Regions from separate parts of the Gossypium arboreum genome. Here region 2 is linked to region 1. A link is a contact called in public Hi-C data. All regions are on one chromosome and are shown on one strand. The core of a region is the stretch at or near the end of the contact, and the rest is flanking DNA. Distances in the headings are between cores, read along the strand shown.

Evidence for each region. Hi-C and Micro-C count contacts between places; a contact is called where the count stands out from the background.
Region 2: a contact with region 1 is called in a Hi-C map of leaf, with 1.9 times the contacts expected there. The contact joins the promoter of LOC108480369 here to the enhancer-like site in region 1. A contact is called at or near these places in 2 of 5 Hi-C or Micro-C datasets (both in leaf).

Annotation. Positions count from the first base shown.
Region 1 is chr1:9,400,520-9,406,912 of ASM2569848v2, forward strand. LOC108483477 reads left to right here. Exons shown (of 12, transcript XR_008281652.1): 10 at 1-1,170; 11 at 1,278-1,680; 12 at 2,555-2,871. Among protein-coding and RNA genes, the nearest start is that of LOC108483477, 10 kb to the left of the region's middle. Within about 2 kb of position 3,237, at least 1 of the 2 cell types and tissues checked has an H3K27ac peak or open chromatin away from gene starts, as enhancers often do. A contact at or near this core is called in leaf, where this site is marked.
Region 2 is chr1:9,443,046-9,449,682 of ASM2569848v2, forward strand. It overlaps LOC108480369 (serine/threonine-protein phosphatase PP1 isozyme 2), which reads right to left and starts at 3,200. Exons shown (of 5, transcript XR_001870609.2): 1 at 2,689-3,200; 2 at 258-1,037. LOC128292714 (a long non-coding RNA gene) reads right to left here and starts at 6,237. Exons shown (of 3, transcript XR_008282650.1): 1 at 6,051-6,237; 2 at 5,901-5,970; 3 at 5,466-5,805.

The DNA of each region.
Region 1 (6,393 bases), core at 1,987-4,486:
TCTGAATGTCCAGAATGATGAGAAAATGATACGGATGGAAGTGACTGACATGGGAAAAGGAACTTCGAGGAAGAAAAAGAAATACCGATTGGATATCCTCCGCTGTGAAAGCTTGGCTGCTTTGCCAAAGGCAACCTTAGATCGGTTATTTCTTCGTGACTATGATATTATTGTGTCTATGATTCCTCTTCCACATTCATCTGTTCTTCCACGAACAGGTCCTATTCATTTTGGTCCTCCCTCTCACTCATCTATGACACCATGGATGAAATTGGTGCTATATTCAACAGTGGCCAGTGGACCTGTATCAGTTGTTCTGATGAAAGGACAATGTCTACGCTTGTTGCCTGCACCATTAGCTGGTTGTGAGAAAGCCCTTGTATGGTCTTGGGATGATTCAACAATTGGAGGCTTAGGTGGAAAGTTTGAAGGAAATTTAGTTAAGGGAAGCGTACTTTTACACTGTTTGAATTCTCTTCTCAAATATTCTGCTGTAATAGTGCAGCCCTTCAGCAGATATGACCTCGATGGTTCTGGAAAAGTTGTTACACTTGACATACCCTTGCCCCTTAAGAATTCTGATGGCTCAGTTGCTCATGTGGGGGATGAGCTAGGACTATGTGTGGCCGAACGTTCAAAATTAAATGATCTATTAACTAATTTGGCTGACCAGATACAGTTGTGGACAGTCGGTTACATTCGAGTGCTAAGACTATTTAAAGAAAGAGATATGGATCATTTTGGCCCGGATAAAGAGATATATGAATGGGTTCCATTGACTGTTGAATTTGGGATGCCACTTTTCAACCCTAAGTTATGCAAGAGTATATGTGAAAGGATTGTCTCGTCTGAGTTACTTCAATCAGACTCACTTACTGAGCATCATGATTCAATGCAAAGCATACGTAGAATGTTGCGTGAGGTTTGTGCAGAGTATCAGGCAACAGGTCCTGCGGCAAAACTTTTGTACCAAAAGGAGCAGCAAAAGGATCATCCGAAGGACACAAAACAATCAAAGAAACTCATGAACTATGCTAGTGGGAAGTGGAACCCACTGCTAGATCCTTCTTCTCCCATTTCTGGGATGTCTAGTGAGCGTCAAAGATTAAAACTTGCCAGTCGCCAGCATTGTCGGACTGAAGTTTTGAGCTTTGATGGTAGCATTCTTAGGTCTGCCAAATCAGTATACTTGCCTTTTTTTTCTGTTGTAATGTTTTATTCTCATTTTAGTTTTTGGTTGTGCATTATTTATTCATATTGTTAAATGATATTTGCAGAGCATATGCCCTAGCCCCTGCATATGAAGCTGCCACAAGACCTGTTGAAGATTCCACCTCAGCAACCACAACAAAAGTTGATTCTGATGAAACTGACAGCAACGAAGTAATCCTTCCTGGCGTGAACCTTATTTTTGATGGTGCTGAGTTGCATCCCTTTGATATAGCTGCTTGCCTGCAGGCTCGCCAGCCAATTTCCTTAATCGCCGAGGCAGCTGCAGCCTCCTCATCTTTTGCAGTTAAATAGTTCTTATGAATATGAGAAGTGTGGATTGAATGTCTTGTCGGTATATTGACAAATGGAAGTTATTTTGTCCTTCATACTGCATTATTCTGGTTGTCTGCTTCATCTGCGTCATCTTTGATATCATTCTATGGATCTGAGCTGGCAGTTCCATTGAAGGTAATTATCATGGTCTTTTTCCCCTTGATAACATCATAAATATTTGTTTCATTGCTTTCATATGTTTCTAGTTATATTTTCAATTATCTGGTATATTAGCAGCCCCTTAGCTGTCTGAGGACTGCTATTGGTTTGGTGTAGAATGCGAAGCAGCTAATTGAGGGTTAACTCATTACCTTATAGTATCTACGGGGCTTCACTATAATAGTTTATATATTTAGGGTTTATTTGGTATTTTAAATTTATATCAGGGTTTAGGATCTTAGTTTTTATGTCTTGTTTTGAGTTCAATTCTTTTAGGATGAGCAATGACTTGCATGGAATCTTACATAAATCAATTAACTCTTTCTACCGTGATAGAGAATATAATGTTTTAGCGCTGTTGCTATTGTCAACTATTTGATGCTTAGATTTCGAATTTAAAACTGTGCCCCATCTGCTTCAGTTGATGTTATTGTAAGGCAGGGTAGTGTTATAAAGCCAATGAGGCCTTGGCTTAGTAGCAATGAAGAGGCCTTCCGAAACGTGAGATTCCAAGTTCAAATTCCACCATGTGTGGGTACAATTCAAATTTATTCTGGTGAACTAATTGTTGAGTTAATTATTCAATTTAGTGCTATTCAATTTAGTGCTTAAAATGATATATTCTAATAGTTGTTAAAAAAAAAAAAAAAACCACCCTTAAAGAGTGGCTCTTCGAAGGTTAAAAGGAAAACTAGGTATGAAGTTTAGGTGTATTTCCATTATACAAGTTTTCCCCATTTCCTTGACTATGAATCCTAGTGGCAGTGCGTAGCTTTTGCTGCCCTACATCAATGAAATAAGATCCAACAAGTGCCTGATTATTATTTTATGTTTACTGGCATAAATGCAGATACTATATCTACATTGCTTGAAGGCTGCTTCCAGATTGCTTTTTTTTTTTTTTGGGGGGGGTGGGGTAAGTGCATGTATTGTGAAAGAAAAGAGAATGCTTGTTTGTGATATCTGAGTTGATTACTTAAATGTAAACCCCTTTTTCATTGTTGCTTATTGGGTGCAGTAAGAGATAGAAACTATATTTTATATGATATACTTTACATATATATATATAAATATAGGAATACAATTTAAGTTTGTTTTCTGTATTGAGAATTGTAAACAGTTTCAGTTTTCTGTCAGTTAATACATTTCAATATTTTTATTTCAAAATTCTCTCTTGCTTTGAGCTTTATATGTCTCACGCTGAATCTTTCGTTTCTTTTTAATTTTTTTCTCTGTTTTAGATGTGTGAATATTTTCTTTTAAAAAGGAAAATGCATTTGCTTCTTTTTTTTTTTATGCTTTGGTTTTTTATGGTTTAAGTTTTGTGTAGCCTTTCGAATTTCCAGAAGAAAATTTAAGAAGAGAAGAGAGAAATTTCAGAAGGGAACAAGAAGAAGAATAGTGAATTCTCCAATTTCATAACTGTCTCGTTGTCCTTGTTCTCCTAATAAATGAGAGAATAACAACCCTTAACAGCCTGGCAATGGTTACTTAAAACGGTGCGTTTTGTGCGAAAAAACCCTTAACAGCCTGGCAACGGTTACTTAAAACGGTGCGTTTTGTGCAAACAAACTAAGCCAAAACGTGCTATTTCATTAAACGATTCCAACCCATCCTTTAACGTAGCGTTTCGTTATTACAATTAAAACAAAAATTAAAATGAATAATGAACATAACGGCCATGCAAAACCATGCAACCCACGTAAGTAATAGAAGCAAAAACGATCTATAACAAGTATCCCCAATCGGAAGAAGATCCTTGTCCTCAAGGATCAAAGTGCTGATAACAGCGAAGAAGATCATTCCAATCCTCTCAGCTCGAATCTTTGTGAAAAGTGTCTACTCGTGCAATAAGAACTTCAGTAGCAACAACATTACCCCTTTTGATCATCCGTCGATCCAAAATTCAAACTAGTTCCTTGAGGAGGGGACCATCAGCAGAAGTGATTGGAAGAAGGGACGAGGTCACCGCAATTCCAACATGTTTCTTGAGTTGGAAGACGTGGAACGTAGAATAAATTCAAGCAGCGACAGGTAAGGTTAACTTGTAAGCAACAGTGCCAACATGAGCTTCCACTGGAAAGGGTCCAAAATAGCGAGGACTCAGCTTCTGATTCTTAAACTTTTCAACAAGTGCTAGCGACAGGGCTACAGTTTCACATATACCAAGTCACCAACAGCAAATTCACGGTCAGAACGTTTCTGATCAACAATTTGTTTCATCTGATCTTGTTTAAATGAAAACGAAAGAGCTCATGAATACCTATCTGTTCAAAAGGCACTTATCCATCGCAGCAACTCAAGAGACCCCGACAAGATAAGGTAGATGGATGGGTGGCTCCTACCCATAGAAAGCTTTAAACGGGGTCATATATATGGCAGTCTGATAGGTGGTATTATACCACTATTCAGCCAAAGGAAGCCAAGTGGCCCACTCAGAGGGTTTCTCACCAAACGTATAGCACAAATAGACCTCCAAATATTTGTTCAGAGCCTCAGTTTGCGCATTGGTCTGTGGAGATAGGTTGTAGAAAGACACAATTGAGTACCTAAGTGTTTGAACAGTTCCTGCCAGAAGTTACTCAGGAAGACCTTGTCACGATCGAAAACGATCGACTTAGGAGGCCCATGAAGCTTGTAAATGTGCTGCAAAAACTCAAAGGCGACAGAAGCGACAATAAAGGAATGACTTAATGCAAGGAAGTGACCATATTTGGTCAAGCAATCCACCACCACGAATATAGTATTCTTCCCTTTGGAAAGTGGTAACCCCTCCACAAAGTCCAAACAAATATCAGCCCAGGCTTTCTCAGGTATCGGTAATGGTTGCAACAACCCAGGGTAAGTTGAATTGTCCCCCTTGTAAGTTTGACAAACCCACATTCACGGGTCCATCGGCGTACGTCCTTGGAAAGTGTTAGAACAAAAGTAGCAAAACAAAGCTAAAACAAAAGCAAAACAAAAATAACTAAAGCAAAAATCAAATGGAAAGAGTTTTAGTGAGATTATAACCAAACAACATTTTTCTTTTTCGTTAATTATTTGAAAATATATGTAAGTTACATAAAATTGGACAGTTACCTAATGATGTAACTGCTCCCACTAATGCATAACAAATACAATATTTGAATACACACAAAAGTAAGCTGACATATCATCTATTATATCAAAATTAAAATCAAAACTAATCCTACCAAAATTAATAACAAGTTACAAGTTACATGTCAACTTGAACAAGTTACAAATGGACCAAAATAAACAAAATGAATGAAACTAGCTGCTGCACTCGGTTCAACACCAATGCTGGTCTGCTTGATGAGCTGCTGCTGGTCACATGTTGCATTGCAGGCCAATGCTCAACACTCTTCCTTGGACTGTATGCAACAAACACCAATTTTGCTTCTTAAAACTTCAAACCTTGTAGCACCAAGTGACTTAGTCAAAATATCAGCCAATTGGTTTTCTGAGCTACAATGAACAAGACTAACTTCTTTTGATTACTCAACTTCACAAACAAAGTGAAATTTAATCTTAACATGTTTGGTTTTGCCACGAAAAACTGGATTTTTGGCTATGGCAACTGCTAATTGGTTATCAACCCTGATTTCAGTTGGTTGAGTCTGTTCTTCATTCAAGTCACATAGAAGCTTCCTAAGCCAAATGACTTTATTTACAGCTGCAGTAGCTGCAGTATACTCTGCTTCAGCTGTAGACTGAACAACAGTTTGTTGCTTCTTTGAGCTCCAGTTGAAAAATCCTGAGCCAAGAGTAAAGAAGTAACCAGAGGTGCTCTTCATGTCATTGACAGAGCCAACCCAATCACTGTCAGGGTAACCTATTAGCTTGAACTCATTTCGCTTTTCAAACTTGACTCCATAGCTCAAAGTTCCCTTGACATATCTGAGAATTCTTTTAGCAGCTTTAAAATGATTAACATCACAACAATGCATAAATCTTGAAAGAAGGCTGACTCTAAACATAATATCAGGCCTAATTGCTGTTAAGTAAAGCAAGCAACCTACTAGGCTTCGATATTCCTTCTCATCAACCCTCTCTTGATTCCCACTACTAGTCAGCTTATCTCTTTGAGCCATTGGTGTGCTGACTGTTTTATAATTTGTCATGCAAAATCTGTTGAGAATCTTCAAAGCAAAGGCATGTTGGCTGATGAAGATACCTTGATCAGATTGGTTCACTTTCATGCCAATGAAGTATGTCATAACTCCCAAATCTGTCATCTCAAACACTTCTTGCATTTGCACTTTGAATTCACTAATCAATTCATCTTTGCTTCCAGTCACAAGTAAATCATCCACATAGAGTGATACAATCAGCAAGGTCTCACCTTCTGACTTCTTCACATAAAGTGTAGATTCACTAACACTTTTCTCAAACCCGAGCATAGACAGGTATGTATCAACCTTGTCATACCAAGCTCTTGGTGCCTGCTTTAGGCCGTACAGAGCCTTTTTCAACTTATAAACTTTGTCCTCTTGTCCTAGGACTTTAAATCCATTAGGTTGCTCAATGAAAATCTCCTCCTTGAGAAAGCCATTAAGAAACGCTGACTTAACATCTAATTGGTGAACCTTCCATTGCTTTTGAGCAGCTAAGGCAAACAAAAGTTTAATTGTGTCTAGCCTTGCTACTGGTGCAAAAGTCTCCATGAAATCGATGCCATATTGCTGA
Region 2 (6,637 bases), core at 1,950-4,449, 42 kb after region 1:
ATTATGAACATGAGAAATGATGGTTGACGATAACAAATCAAAATGGACAGTTGCAATACATGTATGTAAATACGACATGTAGTTATTATTAGTGCTCAAATGCTCTCAACATGTCCATAACTAGAAAATAAATTATTCTAAACCACAAATCACCAAAATGAAAATAAGCGTTCAGCATCCAGCCTGCCAACATAAATATTAACATTTCATATTCTCGAAAATAGATCATTAACTTCATGGTATAGGTTGAAACTTACATCAGCAAATCCGTGTAGGAACGGAGGCAGAAGTCGGTAGTGTCCCTCAACTGAACCCGAGTCTTTTATCAGCAGGCTTAAGAATTTGGAAAGAACACATTAGGCTTTCATCAACACTCATCATTGCACCAGCATTATCAAATTCGCCACAGTAGTTGGGAGCGGAAAATATTGTAACAAGCTGTCTGTCAGCAAAGAACTCATAACCATCTTCAACAACCTGATGGGCACGGCAAATGAGGTCCAGATCATTTTTCACTAAGAAGTCAGAGACTCTATCTGGGCCAAATGTGAACGAGACTCCTCGATCACTCATGCCCCAGCCTTTGATATCCCTACCAGGATCTGACCAAAGTAAATCACAAAGCAAACCAGTATCAGGAACATCAGTTGGACGGGTTAAGGCCCTTATCTGATCCAAATTTGTTAGATCAGGGGAAAGGCCACCATGCATACACAAAATTTTGTCATCTATTAAAGCAACCACGGGAAGACAGTTAAAACACTCGGTAAAGATTCTCCAAACTTTCACATTGAACCTTCGTTTGCATTCATCATAAAATCCATAAATCCGATTAATAGAAGCACATTCATGATTCCCTCGCAAAAGAAACAAGTTATCAGGATATTTGATCTTATAGGCCAGCAAAAGGCATATAGTTTCTAGACTCTGCTTGCCACGATCAACATAGTCCCCCAGGAATAAATAATTAACACTGGGAGGGAAACCCCCATACTCAAAAATACGCAGAAGATCAACATACTGCCCGTGAATGTCACCTGAAACAAGAAAAAAAAACAGCACAACACAAATTATTGAAACTTCTAAAAAAAAGACAATAAATTGTCAGAATTAAGAAGATAGTCATCCAGAACTACGGTCAAACTAGCATATGAAATATTGAGCTCTATTTCATGTTTCACTTTACCATTTTGATATAGTTTCCACCTATAGTTCAATTAAAACTATGAGGAGTTCCAGTATGTGAAACTAATAAGCAGCTTTACAATATTTGTTCTGGCTGCATTGCTTACCTATTCATATTCGAAACTACCAAGTTGCACCAAACAAGTACTATCTCATCAGTTTTTGGTGCTATGTAGGAAACAATCTTTTAAAGATAAGATAAAAATTAATTCAAAGATATGAGCATTGAGCAATCATTTAGTCCTATTTACTTATAATTGGAAGTTTTCACAACAGTATGAAGAATTCCTCAACATTGATTTTCATAAAAATTGGTTTAGCTTTCTAACAATACTTAAGAACTTTGAGGTTGCTCACGTAATCACCCAATAATAGTTTTCCCATAGAACCCCCATGTATATAACATAGAGAAATACAATGCAACAGACTGTAACAGAAAATATGTAAAGCTAATTTTGGAGGATATTTGCATTATTGCATAGACTTGACAATCTCCAAAACAAATAATTTATGTGCAAATACGACCAAAATGATTTTTATACCATGGTTGGAGAGAGAATCAGCTCATAAATGTTATAAGGTGCTTGCTTACAATTAGTTATTTTAACTCAACTAAAGGGCATGAATTAATAAAACCTGGAAAATATCATGTTTATGGTATAAATCTTTTCCCTCCCAACAAAAGTGATTATTCCTGCAGAACACACATTCACATAACTTTTCTTTTCTTAACCTCATAATTGCCGAAGTCTAAGACAAACATTTCTACTAATAAATGGTTTCTACTTTAACATTCAACAAATCTTAGAGTAGTCATTGAGGATTAACATAATCCTGCCTTCCCCATCCATTGCTCTTCAATAGCTGACCTTTCTCAACCTCAGAGACTTCCCTGCCTACACAAGGCATCCTCGAGTAACTAAGATAAAAAGAAGCAAACCAAGTTTAAAGATCCTCATACCTAGACCGTAGCTGCCCTCTCTTCCTCCTATGGCATTAAATTCCAGAGAAAAGCCAAAACAAGGATGCAATGCACCAAGAAGGTGATAAGTTCGCACCATCCATATCTCTCATCTAATTCAGATTATTTTCATGGCAGAGTTGATTAATAGCTACTTCCATTTTACATCAATCAGCAAGCAGGCTAAGAAACAAATCATACCAAGAACAACATAAAAAAGTAAATAATTTTCAGTTAATGCAATTTAAATAAGAAATCGAGTATTATCTCAATGCAGCTCCTAAGCACTTACATAACCATTCAGGAACACACACACATTTCCTTAATTCCTTCAAATGCATTCAACTTTTCCCTTAATAACATTTCTTCAAAGTTTTCAACTTTTCCCTCAACCAGTCAAAATTAGGAACACCCAAATCCTAAAACTAAAATACCCAAAGAACCAAAACATGAATTTCCACCATTTTTCAAATAGAAAATCCAAAAAAGAAAATATGAATTAAAAAGCTAATATATATTGAGAAAAGAACATAAAGGCGTACCACATATCTTAATGGGAGCTTCAAGTTCAAGAAGAGTTGGCTGTTGAATAAATATCTCCCTTGCAACAGTGCAAAGCTGACGGATCTCACCTTCCATCAGCTGCACTTGCTTGCCCCCTGTCCTTTCCTGCTTAAACTCCAATAAACGACATATTATATTATCCAAAACGGCAGGGTCCATTGTAACAGATCCCATAATCTGAGAAAAATAATAATAAAGAAATCTCTCCAAAAAAGTAATAATTTTTTTTCTTTGTTTTTCTGTTCTGGGTTTTTCAACTTCGTTTCATTTTCTGGTGTTATTTGAAAAAGAAGGGGCGGGGAAGAATGTGGCCTGGCTTGCGTGTGGGGATTAATAAAATTAATACTAGAGAAGAAAAATTAAAAGAAAAGTGGCGGTGAATGCAACTCCGGAACGGCGGAGAAGCCTAATTTCTGTATATAACTAATAAGTATTAAACTTCGTCGGAGTCGAATAGTCGATGATATAAGGCTTGGTAAATAGCCCATTGATGGTTATAAATATTCAAAAGAACCCCTATTTGTTTCCCTAATATTAGGGTAATATTATATTTACTATAATATGTGATAATTGCGAAATTAAATAGTGTAAGTTAACTGAACTTATAAATATTCAAAATTTGAAGTAATATTTTTTATTTATAAAATCAAATAAATCGATTTTACCCTTATCATTAAAATGCGGCAAATTCTCATTTAAGGTGGGTTTAGGGCGGCGGTATAATATAGTGCGGTGCGTTTAGCTTATTTTTTGTCTCACGTTACAGTATTCCTACAATATTTAATTTCACTGTCACAACTGTTTTTACACTAAACGCAGATAAACACACCGCTCATCTAAACTCACCCTTAACCCACTTTGGCCAACTTACTTATTTTACCGTTATCGTTAACATGTTTTCAACTGCCCATTATATTAGCAATTTATTATAAAATATTATAGTTTTAAAATTACCATTAGCTGGTTTATCCCTTCAAAGGATTAATCATTAAAATTAGTGGGATATTTTAATTACTATAAAAAACTATTTTAAAAATAAACATCAAATTTAAAATTATGATTTAATACGTAATTGTATACATAAATTTTAACTTAATTCAATATTATAAATTATTAACACAATTATTGATATAATATAAATTTATATTTATATATTGCATACATAAATAATTATATTTATCTAGTATAAAAATAAATTAATGTATTTATTTTTTTAAATGTCTGTGATTAAATCAAAATTAAAGTTTTAAGTATACATTTGAACTACAATTAGAGTTTCACATGTATAATTGCACTAAATTAAAGTTCATGTATACAATTGCACATTAAATCAAAGTTCACGTATAATTTTGAGATTTATCCCTTTAAAAAATATTGTAAGTTTTAGATTATTTAAAAGGATAAGTTACGCATTTGATCACTTAATTTTATAATTTTTTCTATTTTGGGTATCAAAAATAAAAAGTTTGTAATATGGGCGATATTGTTACAAAGTCTTCTCATTTTAGTCACTTGTCGTTAATTTATCATTACATACATTTATTTTAATTACCTAACTTTAATAATTTCTCATTTTGCAAACTCATTTTATCTTTTTTATTTTTTTTTTGAAAATTGTTTTTTCATAAAAGAGACAAATGTGGGTAAGAAAAATAGTTTTCTTTTTAATTCCTTTATTTTTTTCCTTTTAGAATTAATTTCATTTTTCTAATTTTTTTCCTTTTATCTTTTAAAATTCTTTTATTCTTTTTAGTTTTTTCAATAAAAGAAAAAATCAGGATTTTTCTAAGTTTTATAGAGAAAACCTTAGTTTTGTACATGGAATTGAGTTATAAATGAAAACTTGAGTTCCATCTCAGGAGTTGAACAATTTAATTCCCTACAAAAACTTAATTTTTTGGGGGAAAAGATTAGTTCTAAAAAGTAAAATGAGTGATCAAAGTGAAATTTATTAAAGTTGAGTGATTAAAATGAGTGTATGTAATAACAAATTAACGATGGATGACTAAAATGGTAAAAGTATATAACAACAATACTTATATTGTAAACTTTTTTACTTTTGATGTCTAAAATGAAAATTTATAAAAGTTAGGTGTGTGTAGTAATACTCTATTTAAAAAGATAAGGTAATTTTTTGGCACATAATTTTTCCCCTAAAAGTAGCCCCCTACACGGCGATTCCAAAATAGGAAAAAAAAAAAAACCTTTTTTCCTAAAATAGCCAGGTTGGGAGCAATTTTAGACCCTTTACCAACAGTCAATAAAAGCATTCGTTGGAAAAATAAATCAAATTTAAAAAAAAAAAATTATCTTGCTCTTCTCTCTTCAGTCCATCAAACCCCAATCTCCAACAACATCAAGCCACGTAACATTTTAATAATTTTTTTTTCTGAAATCACCATGTTAAGTGGTGGTTTGAGACTTCGAAATTTCAAAATTGAGTATAAAATTATGAAAATACCTCAACGCATGCTTTATAATTTTTTTTCCATTGCTCTCGTGGAAATTTTCTCACAGTTTCTATTATTTGTAAGCTACTCTCCCTTTTGCCAAAATAAGATTTCTTTTCTTAGTTGTACTTTTTTAAAATTATTTCTTTAATTTAGTAATTTGCACTATCATTTTTATCAAAAAAGTCGGCGTGGATAATGTTATTATTATATTGTTTTTGTTATTTTTCTGAATGTGCAGGTTGATTTAAGAAGATTAACCCTAAATTCAATGTTGTAGTTCATTACAATGGACAAGTTCACTATATTGAAAACGGTGTTGTATTTAATTCAAGACGCTCGATAAACACAACGTTGATTAAGAACATCAAAATAAAAGAATTGATGGCAAAAATTAGTAGGAAAACTGTCGGTCATTGTGGGAAGGTAGTGTCCACTCTATTTTATAGACTTTTTACATATTCGATGAATTAGCTGAAGATGATGATGTTGAAACTATGATCGCAACACATTCCTCATCCGGGAATGTAGTGAAGCTTTATGCACAGTTGAGTGTTGTTGAGTAGGGGAAAACGTTACCCGATATTCCACCTTCATCCAGTCTTGTTGTAGATATGTTTGGAGCATTATATCTTCAATGTGATCCTGCTAATATATGCCAGTATACTGCACTTGTTAGAGGACGATCTTATGTACACAAGTTGGAATTTTATTTGAATATAAGTCTAAAATATCCATACCAGTATGCAGCACCATCAACATCCGCACCTCCTCCATATGAAGATCCATTTTCCTACATTAAAAAGGGAACTTCCATGATGATACAACCTTCAGTATCCAAGTTCACATCAGGTTATATTGAAGAAGAGGAAGAGGAGAGGGATACTGACACAAACACGATTGAATTTAGTGATCCAGACCATGATGAAGAAGTGGAAGCCGCCGAACAAGAATATTTGCGTCGATGCAGACTTCCCTGCCACAAGTGCATTACTGGATCTTCCACCAAATGAACCTTACTCTCATATGCACCTAGTCGATGAAGAGGCAATGGATGCGTTAGAATTTCCCAAATATCCTGATATGTTGCTGACTTATATGCTTTCAACTTTATATTTCGAGGGTCTACCTATTGGGACATAATTTCCATTGAAGGAGGTTGTACAAGCAACCGTGAAGCACTAAAACATTAAAATGTCCTACTATTATAAGACGGTGGAGTGAACCCTAACCATATTTGTTAATAAGTGCATTAAATTTGGTGGTGGGTGCAATTGGTGGATCATGGCCTCACTTTTAAAAATGAAATAGATTTAGGACATACGAAAGCATAATGGTCCACATACATACACTGTTCGATGGTTAATGACTGATCATCATAAATTGGATTCCAAAATCATATGACAATGCATGAAGTCGATGGGGTAACAATATCTGATGATTTTAATCTCAGTGCTAGTCGTTGACCTCCAAAGTC